4 separate regions of the Mus musculus genome follow, and regions 2, 3 and 4 are each linked to region 1. Evidence: chromatin contacts called from public Hi-C, HiChIP or PLAC-seq and promoter capture Hi-C data. All regions are on one chromosome and are shown on one strand. The core of a region is the stretch at or near the end of the contact, and the rest is flanking DNA. Distances in the headings are between cores, read along the strand shown.

Region 1 (2,992 bases), core at 248-2,747:
GTTCCTGATCTCATTTCCAGGAGCCCGACGGGGACCGTTGATCTGTGAGAGTTCCGGGTCCCCAGGACTGGTGGCTAAGTGCTTTGGTGGTGGGATTCAGCCACCATTTGTTCTCCCTGGGTTCTCAAGTGCCCTTCCCATGCGCTTTGGGTCCTGGCGCTCTCTTCCATTGGTGGCCTCTTTTCTTTTTTTAACTTCTGATTCCTGTTAAACTCCCCCTTTAGGTCTTCCTGCTTCTGCTGCATAGTCCAGCTTTTGTCCCTTGTCATTTTATTGTTCTTTTCCTGAGGTCGCCACTCCCAAGCCACCGCGACTTTCCTCAAAAAATCCCTTTTTATCCTTCGCCCATTGGAAACTCTACTTCTGCTCTTTCTAACATCTTCCAGACTGGAAACTTGTCCTAATCCAAGGTCCCCACTGAAGCATGGATCCTTAGTTCCCAGTCACGGTGCGGGTCCCCACGCTGCTCTAGGTAGGAAGAGCGCCCCGCCCCGCCCAGTCCCTGGCGCTTTTTTTTTTTTTTTTTGAAGATCCAGTTCTTCTGCCCAGACACTGTAAAGTGGACAGGAATCAGGTTGGGGTATCCTTTGCTGGGTTCTCGTGAGAAAGATATAAACAGGGGGCTGAGTCAGGGTGCGGGTATTCTTCACGTAGGCCCATCCTCTGGTCGAATGGCATTCTCTTTGGGGCCTTGAGGGGCTCTGTGGTGTCCATTCTGGGAGGCAACAAGTGAAACTGCCGGATGGGGGTGTTGCTTGTAATTGGCTGGAACAGAAGCTAGAGACTCTGTCCTGGTGGGGCTGACCCTAAAGAAGGCTTTGCATGTAGGGTAGAACAACATTGAGGAAAAACTCTATTCTTCTCAAGTCCGAATGCCCCTGTCTAGTGTCTTCACCGATTTCCCCGCAAGCGGATTTCTCAAAGGATAGATACCGGGATGCTGAAGGTTCGTGGGAGAGGGCACTGGGCAGGAGTGGTCAACGTGGAGATATTTTCAGAGTGCTAACTGATAAAGCCTAGAATGCGCTCCCTAATTCCGGATTGCCTCCCCTACTTGGGCAATGCCTTCCATCCAATCCATCCTCCGGCGGGCCGGTTGAGGCCCTAGCTTGTCCAGCTGGAGCGGATTTCAGGAAAAGAGGAAAATGGGGGCTCTCAAGCCCTCTCCAGCTTCCCTCCGTCGTCCTTCCTGATTGGCTGTGTATCCCCGGAGCCCAACTTCAGTCGCTCCAGACTGTGTCTGAGCCCCCACAGGAGACGGAGCGCTGCGACCCAGGGCAGGAGGGGCGGCCAGGCCACCTATTCCTGGGTTTGGCATCTCTCGGGGCCCCAGGGGGGGAGGAGCGCCGACAGGGTAGGCATCCATCGCCTCCTCCAGGCCCAATTCTCGGCGTCTAGCAGCCTCGGTTCCTCTCCGCCCCCCTTTCCCTCCCAGCGTCGGCCTCCCTCCTCCTCCCCCCTCACCCGCCCGCCTGCCCGCCACCTCCCCCCGGTTTCTCATTCCTGCCACTAGCGCGCTCCGCGGCTCATTCCGCGGCCGCCGCCAGCTGAGGGGAGCGTCGCGGGCCGAGGAGCAGATGCCGCGGGGGCCGCTCGCAGCCGCCGCCGACTTGTGAATGGGACTCGGACCGGGGCCCGGGCTGACACCGCTGCGCTCGCCCCGTGCCAGGGACAGCCGGCCAGGAGGTCGTGTCCACCCGCAACGGCCCCAGGTGAGGCGCTCTGCTCGGCTCTAGACCCTATCTAGATGGGGCTTCTCGGAGTAGGCAGAAAGGGGAAAGAATTGCTTCTGAAAGAGACTGTTGCGGAAGGGGGAGGTTGCTGGCTGATGGAGATCAGTAAAGCAAAGCAGAAGGGCTTTTTTTTGGGGGGGGGGTGAGGTTAAAAATCAGAGAAAAGGGAGGCAGCCTGCTGTGGACGCAGGCAGAGCAGGGGTTTGAGGCGCCAGATGTGCGCTCCCCGGTTCTTTGATTGTTGCCCCCCCCCCGGGGTGAGGGGCTGTTGCACCAAGGCTTCAGCACAGGGGGATTGCTTTGGGTTGGGGCAAGGAACTGCAGAGCGGAGCTCTGGACACGCAGACTGCTCCCGTGATGTCTCTAGGGAAAGTCGACCCCTGTGCGGTGCCCGCCCGCGCTGCGCCTGTTCCCCAGACAAGATCGCTCTCTGCGGGGTTCCTAGAGGGGATCCTCCCGCGCCTTCCTAAAGAGCTCCCCTAGACCCGGTGCCTGTGTAGAGAGTGCGGTCGAAGCCCAGAAGATAGCCGGCGGCCGGGAGGGAGCGGCGATTGGATTGGCCGCACTTTGATAGTGTGGGTCGGGGGCTGTGGACTGCGGCTCAGAGGCTGGGGGTTGCGGTGTGAGCTAGCCCCTCCAGCCCCCGCCTTTTCGGGGACTTCAGTCACCTATCCTAACCTCCCAGTGATGCAGGGAATGCTCTGTGAGCGGCTCAGACTCAGACTAGACTCGGGCTTGGACTGGAGGAAGCTTTCTAGGGTCAATGTTAACTTTGAGAATCAAACCTTCCCGGAAAGCCTGCGCCTCCTCTCGGAGCGCTCCAAGCCTCCACTGTTTCCTCACAATCGGCCTCCCTCCCTGTGCTTGGCCTCCCAGCCGGGATGTGCTGAGAGCAAGGAGCAGCGGGAAGCTGGAGGCTGCGGGAGCATCCAATTCCCCTCGCAACCCAGCCTAGCCTTGGCAGGGTCTTTTCGCTCCTGGTCCCCGGAGAAAGTGGGACCCAGGAGGCTTCCTATTCTCTCTCTTGCCAAGGCCCGGATTTCACCCGGGCTCCGCACTCCTGCCTTCAGCGGGTGAAAGGTTCGCTAGATGTTCGAAGAAGCCCTGTTGCTTTTTGTTAATAATGCAGCAGGAATTTCACGGGCTATCGCACTGCTATGAAGAAATTGCATCTTCTAATTATTTAACGGTGCCGTTTCTGCATGACGGAGGGTCGTCCCTGAGGGCTGGGAGTGGGTTTGTTAATGAAAGCCTGGCAC
Region 2 (2,992 bases), core at 139-2,638, 430 kb before region 1:
CGGGAAGGATCACAACTGGACTGATCTCCCAGGCTTTGATCCTAGGCATCCTGAAAATGCAAGCTTTAAATTGGCCAACAGCAGCTCTTTCGGTAGACATTTTAAATGGCTGACATGGTATATACCAAACATACATAACGGTGAGAAATATACGTGTGAAACTTTTGGCTCAGGTGACAGTAATGTGGTAAGGAGCCCTCATGAAGCCATGGTGGGAGCCTGGGATGTAGTAAATGAGAAGAGGTTCAGGTACTTTCTCCCATTCTCCTTGACTGTCACCTTTATTTCTAATTTGGTCTGAATCCTTAGTGACAGGTTGGAAGTGTTCTGAATGTCCATTTGTACAGTCCACAAAGTAACTAGTGTGGGTTTTAGGGGAAAAGTTCAGATGCTGAGAAATGCAAATGGATGGAGAAGTAGGAAGTGATTAGATAGATGAATTGATAGATCCTGAATGCTAGGGCCTGGAAGATGGATAAATTCAGTGCAAGAAAGCAAGGATTGGAGGATGAATGCAAGATAGGTGGGTACATTAATGAACACAGTGTAAGGTGTCTGACTGTTGATCCAGCTATGCGTTCCTACACTAAAATCTTCCCCAGAATACAAATTTCCTAATTGCCATAGAGTGAGATACAGACTTTTAACAGAATGTTCTTGTGCTGTGCGTGGACTGTTGAAGAAATTTCAAATTATCCAAAAGTGATTGCAGTTCAGTGGTGTGATACCCAGTACAATCCTCCTGCTCTGTAAACAAAGTCAGTGTTTCAAACTTACCCATCCTAAAAGTTCTTTATCCTTCTCAGGGGTGCTGACATGGCCCAGTTAAAGTCTGCAGATAAAGGCATATTGGGAAGTGAGCAAAAATGTTATCATGAATCTGCCCTGCTGTCTGAAGAAGAGGGTGAGCTATAGACTGAGATGTGAATATTTAAATACTCACAGCTTCTATATTCTAGAATTGCTCACCTCCAAATATCAAATAACCATAGATTCATTTTATTCATTAATATGTATTTATTGAGCATGCTCTAGGAACTTATTGTCAAGAGTTCCATAGAGATCTCTTCATAATAGATGATGTTTGACTCTACATAGAATCATGACACTACAGAGGGCAATAGTTGAGAGACCTTTGAGATGATTCATCTGAGTACTTACTGTACACTGGAGAGAGAGAGAGAGAGAGAGAGAGAGAGAGAGAGAGAGAGAGAGAGAGAGAGAGAGAGAGAGAGAGAGAGAGAGAGAGAAACAGAGACAGAGACAGAGACAGAGACAGAAAGGCAGAGACAGAGATGCAGAGACAGAGAGTGAGTCAGAGAAAGACAGAGACACAGAGAAAGTGAGTCAAAGACAGAGAGACACAGAGATAGAGAGTGAGTCAGAGATAGACACAGAGACAGAGAGTGAGTCAGAGAGAGAGAGAGAGAGAGAGAGAGCCTTCCACAGATGGCATGGATATAAAAGAAACAGCAAGTAAAAGCACAAAGGAGTGTTTAACTAGAGAAAAAGGGAGAAAAGATAGTAGATGAAAAGATAAGAGGTTGCTCTATGTATTTAGAAATGAAACAAGAGACTTGAAAGGCAGGAAAAAGAGAAGCAGCAAGTGGCCTGGCTGGAGAAATGACAGGGGTACAGATATATAATATTTTTTGCACACAGTGTTTTATTACATATTTCAAAACTTTCTTATTGGCTTAAGATTAAAAAGATTTTAAGAATTTAAATCCTGAGGGTCAGAGAACTCTTCCATAGAAAACTTGAAGGCACTGAAGGAATTTCCTGATTGTGCATTCAACTGTTTTGGCAATACATATTACTGACTGAGTGTGCTGTGCATGGTAGTTCATGGACAGGCACTGGGGAAAGGGGATGGACTGGGAAACAGGGCACACAGGGAAGAGATCTGATCAACCCTGGATTCTGAAGGCAAGACATAGAATCCAGCGTAGATTTTTTTAGAATGTAACTAGGCAGAGATGCCCCCATGTGTTTTCTCCTACCTCCTTGGTCTGTCTAGGGTGGGCATGAGTGGAATATAGATCTGATGATGCTGTCCTAATCAAGGTGGCCTCTTTTATTATTATTATTATTATTATTTTTTGCATCTATAGGGCATCACTCACTTTTCCAGAATGGGAATTTGGGTAAGAGTAATCCTCATACCATGCAATCTATATAGGACATTCCAGGGAACCACTTACTCAATGTAAATGGGTTTTTAGTAAATGCTAGTTAAAATGAAAGTAGATAATGGAAGCTTTTCATGAGAATATGGAGCATATAAACAGGGCTAGAGGGTGACAGGTATAGAAAAGTAGTACAAGGAAGATTGTTTGCAAGAGTCACAGCAGCTAGACAAGGTAGCTCACACCTACAATCCCAATGTGTATGAGGATGAGGAGGGAGATTGCAAGTGTGATGCCAACTTGGGCTTCATAATGAGAACCTATACACAAGTTTATAATTATAAATATATGTATATATTATGTGAGTCATAAATTTATAAATAAAGACCCACAGTATCATGACATAAAAAAATGAAAAAGCACAGCTCTACTGGATATCCCAGTGGAATGGATAAGATTTAACCATTAAACTATTCTGTGTCTACTTCTCCCCCTAATGGCGTTCATTCTCTGCCTCTTCACTGAGCCATTAGGGGAAAGGCAGGGAAACTTTAGGCCCCATGATCAATTGCTTTTCCTCTCTGTATATCATGGGAGCATTAGATGCCTCAATTCTACTTGGGTCTAAGTGTCAGCTAGAAGAGCCCTGGAGCATCATGCCAGCCTGGGCTGGAGATGGTTTCTCTTAGTGGTCTAGTTATACTTCTGGGCAGTGGATAGCTTAAGTCAAACTAGCTCTCCTTGCTCTGTGCTGACCACTAAAGTCCGTGTTCACCCTGAGTCTTGGTCCTACTCTCAAAACTGTGAACAATAGATATAGACACCTCCCTCCACCTAAGGTAGCTCAACTAGACAGAAGACCT
Region 3 (2,992 bases), core at 186-2,685, 340 kb before region 1:
CAGACTATTTACTATAAACATTTTTTGTCGGTTATTTAATAACATGTTCAAATACTGCAAAGCTCTAGCCCCATTCTTTAAGGCTTCTTCTTAGACTGACCAAATGATTTTGGCCAAGTTAAATCATTCAAACCACTATGAATACTGTTACTACCTGAAGTTTATGTGGCTTTCTTAACTGTTCTCTTCTAAACACATCATGCTTAAGGCAGTGATGATTGAGATGACAAACCACTGGGACATATATGGGTAAGCAAATTCAATAATAACTCATGCCAATGAAGTCAGGTCATAATTTCAATACAGGTTAAATATTTACTTTCAAGGAAGTCAAATTATGTGAGTTTATCTAGGAAAATTTTCCAGGAAAAAAGCTGAACAATATTTAGACAGTTTCCACCCACACAACCAAATTATACTGACTTAGAAACCATACTTAGTTTTGGTAGCATACTTGGCCCCACAATGGGCACTATCTCAAAACATAAGGTAGCGAGTTATGGAGGAAAACATCCAACCCAGGTGTGGGTGTCTGTACGGACAGATGACCACACTTGAAGATGTGATGTGATGAGAAATAGGGACATAGTGGTTAATGGTGAGTTTAATGTTGACTGGGCATGAGCATAAGAAAACCCAATAAGTAATGAAAATGTTTTAGGCCTTGACATTAGTAGGGGGTAAATAGTACCTTTATAAAAGACAAACATGTCATATCCTAGAAGCAATGATGACCAAAGAATATGCAGAATATGCTCTCAGTAGACTATTTGCATACGAGCTTCCTTTCATTTACAGAGATCTAGATACCACCTCATTTGATGCTTGGAGTACTTAAAGTGGGTAGGAATCTTCAATGAAATATTTTATATATTTGAATAAAACTGTTAATTATTGCTTTCTGTTGTGAAGGCATGAACCAGGGAAAAGATAAAAGCATCTTTCAGATTTAATGTCCCAATTAATTAATTTTTACTTATAAAACGGGAGCTTTTGCCAAGGCTTCTGGAAGCATTATAAAAGATTGATGTCATAAAGATAAGAATTTAACTAGGTCAAGCCCAACCATCAGATAATTCTTAATTAGGAATGAATCTCTCTGTAATTTCTATAAAATTGGCTGAATAACAGATGACACGCTGAATTACAAATGTAATTTAAGGAGTATATGATTTTAAATGGCAAGCTCCTTTCTCCCTGCTTATTTCATCAATGGTGCTATCTGCCTTGATTCCTTCTGCAGGTTGTTTATTTTTCAAGTTCAGAAAAAAAAATGTCATCTTTAATTATAGATGGTGGCTAGAACATGTATCCCCCTGCGTGCCTCCTCTCAGCACAGAATGTAAAATATTGGCCGGGAGAGGAAAACATGTGCTTGTGTCAGATGAGGCATCATGTCCCAAAGGTCACATTTGAAAACTTGTTCAGTGAGTCAGCCTGGAACGTGTGGGCTGTGTGCCATGGTTTTCAAGAAGCAGAAAGGTCAGCCCCTCTAGGCTACTCTAGATCTTGCTAAGGAGCAGCACTTTCATGGAGGTGGGCGGGGAGGGTAAGGGAAGATGTTGAAGAGGCATAATGAGCCCCGGATCACATCATGGATGACTTGCCGAGATGTAATTCTGAGCATGCGTGAGCTTTGAGAGCATATGCCCTCTTATCCGACTTCAGTGAACTTCAGTAACGGGTGAAAGTGGAATCTGGCCATTGGGAGACATCTCAGCAGAGAAAGTGTTCGCTGTGGAGCATGAAGACAAAAATATGGATCTCTTGCTTCTGCTTAAAAGCCAGGTGTGGTGGTGTGTGTCTGTAACGCAGTCTTTTGGGGAGGGAGGTAAACACAGCCAAGTACCTGGTGCTTGCTAGCAAACCATGATAAGGTTAATTGTAAACTTCAAATCGGTGAGAGACCCTGTTTCAAAACATAAGGCGGAGTGCAATGGAGAAAGACACACACACACCACTGGGATGTGAAGATAAATATGGAAATAGTGGGTAATAGTGAGTTCTATGGTGGCTGCGCATAGAAAGAAGGAAACCCAGTGAGTGATAAGAATGTTTAGTCCTTGATGTTAGCAGTAGCTAGATACATATTTTCCAGAATTAAAAATATCTGCAAATTTTTGTTTCTAGTTTTTGACCAATGGGAATTGCACAGTAATATAATGGCACATACCTCTAAAGAATTAATGTGACAATACAAATTATTCATCAAGTGATCTGAACCATGGTAAATAATAATATTCCAATATTAGAAAGAACTTCTACCAGTCTGTGTTTGTTCCTTACTTCAGAAATAGAATCAGCTTCAATACTTGTTAAAATTACAATATCCTGGACTTACTCTCATCCAACTGACAAAGAAGAATTCAGGGAGATAAATTTGAAATTTTGCTTCTTTATGAAACTCTTCACACATCCTCCTATATCTGGAAACAATATCCTTATTAAAATTATCTCCTGGCTGGAGATGTAACTCAATTATTAGATGTAGCTCAGTTAGCATATGCCAGAAACCCCAGACTCAATCCCCAGCACCAAAAAAAAAAAAAAAAAAAAAAAAGAAAAAAAAAAAGAAAAGAAAAAGAAAATCAGGAATTTTAGTGCTCATCTCTAATTCTAACACTTGGGTGGTGGAGATAGGAAGATCTGAAGTTTAAAGGTATCTGTGGCTACATAGTGAATTAGAGGCTAGCTCAGGATACATATAATCCCGTCTTCAAAAGAAAGTGTGACCTATTGGCTCAGTAACTTAACATTTACTTTAAGTATGGATGAATTAATGATAATTATTCAACTGAGTCCAGAAACATCAATTTAGATCCAGTAGACAAAGGAGATACAATCCCTCATATTCAGCATTTGTGGTGCCTTTATTTTAACCCTCTCTTAATTTTTATAGCTCTGAAATTATACATTGATGTTATCCTATATTCAAGATGTGCCAAGGTTAAGTAGGATAAACCAACAGCCACAGACAACACCAAAGTACGGA
Region 4 (2,992 bases), core at 150-2,649, 290 kb before region 1:
AATGGAGTACTACTCAGCTATTAAAAAGAATGAATTTATGAAATTCCTAGCCAAATGGATGGACCTGGAGGGCATCATCCTGAGTGAGGTAACACATTCACAAAGGAACTCACACAATATGTACTCACTGATAAGTGGATATTAGCCCAAAACCTAGGATACCCAAGATATAAGATACAATTTCCTAAACACATGAAACTCAAGAAAAATGAAGACTGAAGTGTGAACACTATGCCCCTCCTTAGAAGTGGGAACAAAACACCCTTGGAAGGAGTTACAGAGACAAAGTTTGGAGCTGAGATGAAAGGATGGACCATGTAGAGACTGCCTTATCCAGGGATCCACCCCATAATCAGCATCCAAACGCTGACACCATTGCATACACTAGCAAGATTTTATCGAAAGGACCCAGATGTAGCTGTCTCTTGTGAGACTATGCCGGGGCCTAGCAAACACAGAAGTGGATGCCCACAGTCAGCTAATGGATGGATCACAGGGCTCCCAATGGAGGAGCTAGAGAAAGTACCCAAGGAGCTAAAGGGATCTGCAACCCTATAGGTAGATCAACATTATGAACTAACTAGTACCCCGGAGCTCTTGACTCTAGCTGCATATGTATCAAAAGATGGCCTAGTCGGCCATCACTGGAAAGAGAGGCCCATTGGACACACAAACTTTATATGCCCCAGAACAGGGGAATGCCAGGGCCAAAAAGGGGGAGTGGGCGGGTAGGGGAGTGGGGGTGGGTGGGTATGGGGGACTTTTGGTATAGCATTGGAAATGTAAATGAGCTAAATACCTAATAAAAAATGGAAAGAAAAAAAAATTAAAAGATTTTATAGCAGGTGAAAGTATATTAAATCATAAAATTTTATTGGAACTCAGACAGAGCTGTTCCTATGTTGTCCATGGCTGCTCTGCTGGTACCAAGGCAGACATGAATAGTTGCTCCAATATGAAAAACCTAAAATATGTAGCCTCTGGCTCTTTATGAAAAAAAAAATGCTGACTGCAACTGTAGATTCCATTCAGTTGACAAGGTTTTTAACCAGCATTCATGTTGGTGACCTACACTTTAAGAGTTTCCTCTTCCCAAATCAGTGGCTCTCAGCAAATTTAAATGTGACTGCATTGGGGAATTTCATTTCCTACTTCTCAAAATGTGTGCCTTGCAAATTATGATTGATTATGCTTTTGATTTGAAAGTGAGGGGACACACTGCTTAGTACAAAATGAAAGGCTAATTTAGGTTAAGTCAGTGCAGCCGAGTTGAAACAACAGCAGCTTATACATTCACAAAGCTCATGTTTTATCTTGCAAGCTTGGGCAGTTCATATTCCCCATCTGGGCTCCAGGCCTCTGAGTTATCAAATCCTGAAACCCAGACACACTTTATAAGATTCCTTCCAGAAACAAGAGTGTGTAATTCTGTAAGTACAAACCACTATTTGTACTCACTGCCTAGAGTTAGTAGATAGGCATTTTACAAAGGAAACACTTACTGGCCACGAGGTACATTTGATTATTTACATGTGCTGAGTTAACGAGGCTTTCATGTCAAGGAAACACTGGCAGGAATTTCCAATCTACAGGAAACATGGGAACAATTAGGGGTTTGCATTTTATCTTGAAGTTTCGGGATGCATTTTTCTCTCCCCATCTAGAAGGTAGAGACTCAGGAAGAAAGAAGCTTGCAGAGGACAAGGTCCAGTTTTCTGGAAGGGGGATGATTACAGTGTACAGTTCAAATATCTCCACACCACTCCAGTTTCTCTATGATTAAAAAAAAAGAAAGACAACCTCTTCCCCTCTTAGCCCTATAATAATCATACCTTGACATCTCTTAACAGCATAGGAACGGGGGCAGAATGATAACCAGGGCAGAATTTAAGCACCGGAACTTCTGTAATGGATGGCTGCGCGCTGCTACATAGTGGAGTTGAGCCCCGAAGCGATCATTCACTCTCTTCTCTTTGGAGCCCAGATTGTTGGTAGAAATGTTGGAAAGGTGCTTGCAAAATATCAGTGCTTAAGTGACTGTTTCAGTTGTTAAATCATAATACAGTGTGATTTTGCTGAAATGAAGTAATTACAGGGGGAGAGAAGAAAAGTCAAATGATATAAAAACAGGTCCTTTGGATAGTGTAAGTGCTAATGTGTTCTCTGATGCATATGCATTATTCATCTCCTGCTTCTGCCTAGAGCACGAGCGTTTCGACCAATTTACGGGTGGAGGTAGTATTATTTTGGCCCAAGCTCTTATCCCTAAATTTGGGTGAAGATGCTATGCTTGCAGGTCTTTGAATATTTCTACATGCAGCTGGATTTATTTTAAGTTAACACATCTGCTATTGTAATATTTTGATTTGAAACCAACAATTTAATCACAGTCCCTTCCACTGCTTACTTTATGCCAATGGATTATGTTTAGGCCTGGTTTCCACCTTGTCTTCACTATTGCATACTGGATATTCCTAATTCCCAGTTTCCATGTGTTTAGAAGGAGGATAAGAACATGGCACATTTGAAGGCTTCTGTCATCACTGAAAGTAAAAGCCCCTCCCAGTGTCTGGCATGCAGGAAGCACATCTCAGATGAAAGCTGTTTCTCTGTCATTTGAAGTTAGGTGTTACTCACTGGGATCCTATCCATGTCCCTCAACCTCCAATGGGCTGGTGGATGCTCTGACCTTATAGCCCTCTTGTTTGTCTTTCTCATACCACTGTCTCCAGAATTCATCGGCATCTGTTCCCTTCCCTTTCCTCTAAGCATGGATTTCTTAAGTTTGAAAACTTGTCTGGGGTATCCATGCTTGGCTTCCTTCTCAGAGACAGACATAAAGGTTTGGCCAAAAAGCTTTATGTGTGAAGAGCAAGGTAAATATAAGCCCAATGAAGAAGAGCAGTTCACATATTTTAAACCAGGAAAACAATGCAAGTTACCACTGGAAACCCATTGCTATTATAATATTAGTAATTGTGGAGCACACAAA

Evidence for each region. Promoter capture Hi-C pulls out the DNA fragments that hold promoters and counts their contacts. A called contact is a pair of places that touch in the nucleus more often than the background predicts. HiChIP or PLAC-seq counts read pairs in DNA pulled down with a chosen protein or histone mark.
Region 2: a Hi-C map of tail fibroblasts shows a contact between it and region 1, with 5 times the contacts expected there. The contact joins the enhancer-like site here to the promoter of Cdh11 in region 1. A contact is called at or near these places in 5 of 39 promoter capture datasets (the 3T3-L1 cell line, 3T3-L1-derived adipocytes, hippocampal neurons and 1 more), 4 of 484 Hi-C or Micro-C datasets (the 3T3-L1 cell line, embryonic fibroblasts, nephron progenitors and 1 more) and 6 of 115 datasets of contacts at active chromatin or transcription factors (the NIH/3T3 cell line, VIP interneurons, craniofacial prominence and 3 more).
Region 3: a contact with region 1 is called in an H3K4me3 HiChIP or PLAC-seq map of embryonic limb bud, with 2.8 times the contacts expected there. The contact joins the enhancer-like site here to the promoter of Cdh11 in region 1. A contact is called at or near these places in 5 of 39 promoter capture datasets (the 3T3-L1 cell line, embryonic stem cells, frontonasal cranial neural crest and 1 more), 3 of 484 Hi-C or Micro-C datasets (adipose-derived mesenchymal stem cells, embryonic fibroblasts and uterus) and 3 of 115 datasets of contacts at active chromatin or transcription factors (craniofacial prominence, embryonic hindbrain and embryonic limb bud).
Region 4: a promoter capture Hi-C map of second pharyngeal arch cranial neural crest shows a contact between it and region 1, with 8 times the contacts expected there. The contact joins the enhancer-like site here to the promoter of Cdh11 in region 1. A contact is called at or near these places in 7 of 39 promoter capture datasets (the 3T3-L1 cell line, cranial neural crest, frontonasal cranial neural crest and 3 more), 7 of 484 Hi-C or Micro-C datasets (the 3T3-L1 cell line, adipose-derived mesenchymal stem cells, cerebral cortex and 3 more), 3 of 115 datasets of contacts at active chromatin or transcription factors (embryonic limb bud, forebrain and neural progenitor cells) and 1 of 9 other capture datasets (pancreatic islet).

The regions. Positions count from the first base shown.
Region 1 is chr8:102,783,616-102,786,607 of GRCm38.p6, reverse strand. Cdh11 (cadherin 11) reads left to right here and starts at 1,497. Exons shown (of 13, transcript NM_009866.5): 1 at 1,497-1,712.
Region 2 is chr8:103,215,972-103,218,963 of GRCm38.p6, reverse strand. No RefSeq gene overlaps it. Among named protein-coding and RNA genes, the nearest start is that of Gm32531, 54 kb to the left of the region's middle. Within about 2 kb of position 1,388, at least 5 of the 459 cell types and tissues checked have an H3K27ac peak or open chromatin away from gene starts, as enhancers often do. A contact at or near this core is called in tail fibroblasts, where this site is marked.
Region 3 is chr8:103,124,239-103,127,230 of GRCm38.p6, reverse strand. No RefSeq gene overlaps it. Among named protein-coding and RNA genes, the nearest start is that of Gm32531, 150 kb to the left of the region's middle. Within about 2 kb of position 1,435, at least 5 of the 459 cell types and tissues checked have an H3K27ac peak or open chromatin away from gene starts, as enhancers often do. A contact at or near this core is called in adipose-derived mesenchymal stem cells, where this site is marked.
Region 4 is chr8:103,077,153-103,080,144 of GRCm38.p6, reverse strand. No RefSeq gene overlaps it. Among named protein-coding and RNA genes, the nearest start is that of Gm32531, 190 kb to the left of the region's middle. RefSeq lists an enhancer at 1,154-2,908. Within about 2 kb of position 1,399, at least 10 of the 459 cell types and tissues checked have an H3K27ac peak or open chromatin away from gene starts, as enhancers often do. A contact at or near this core is called in embryonic limb bud and second pharyngeal arch cranial neural crest, where this site is marked.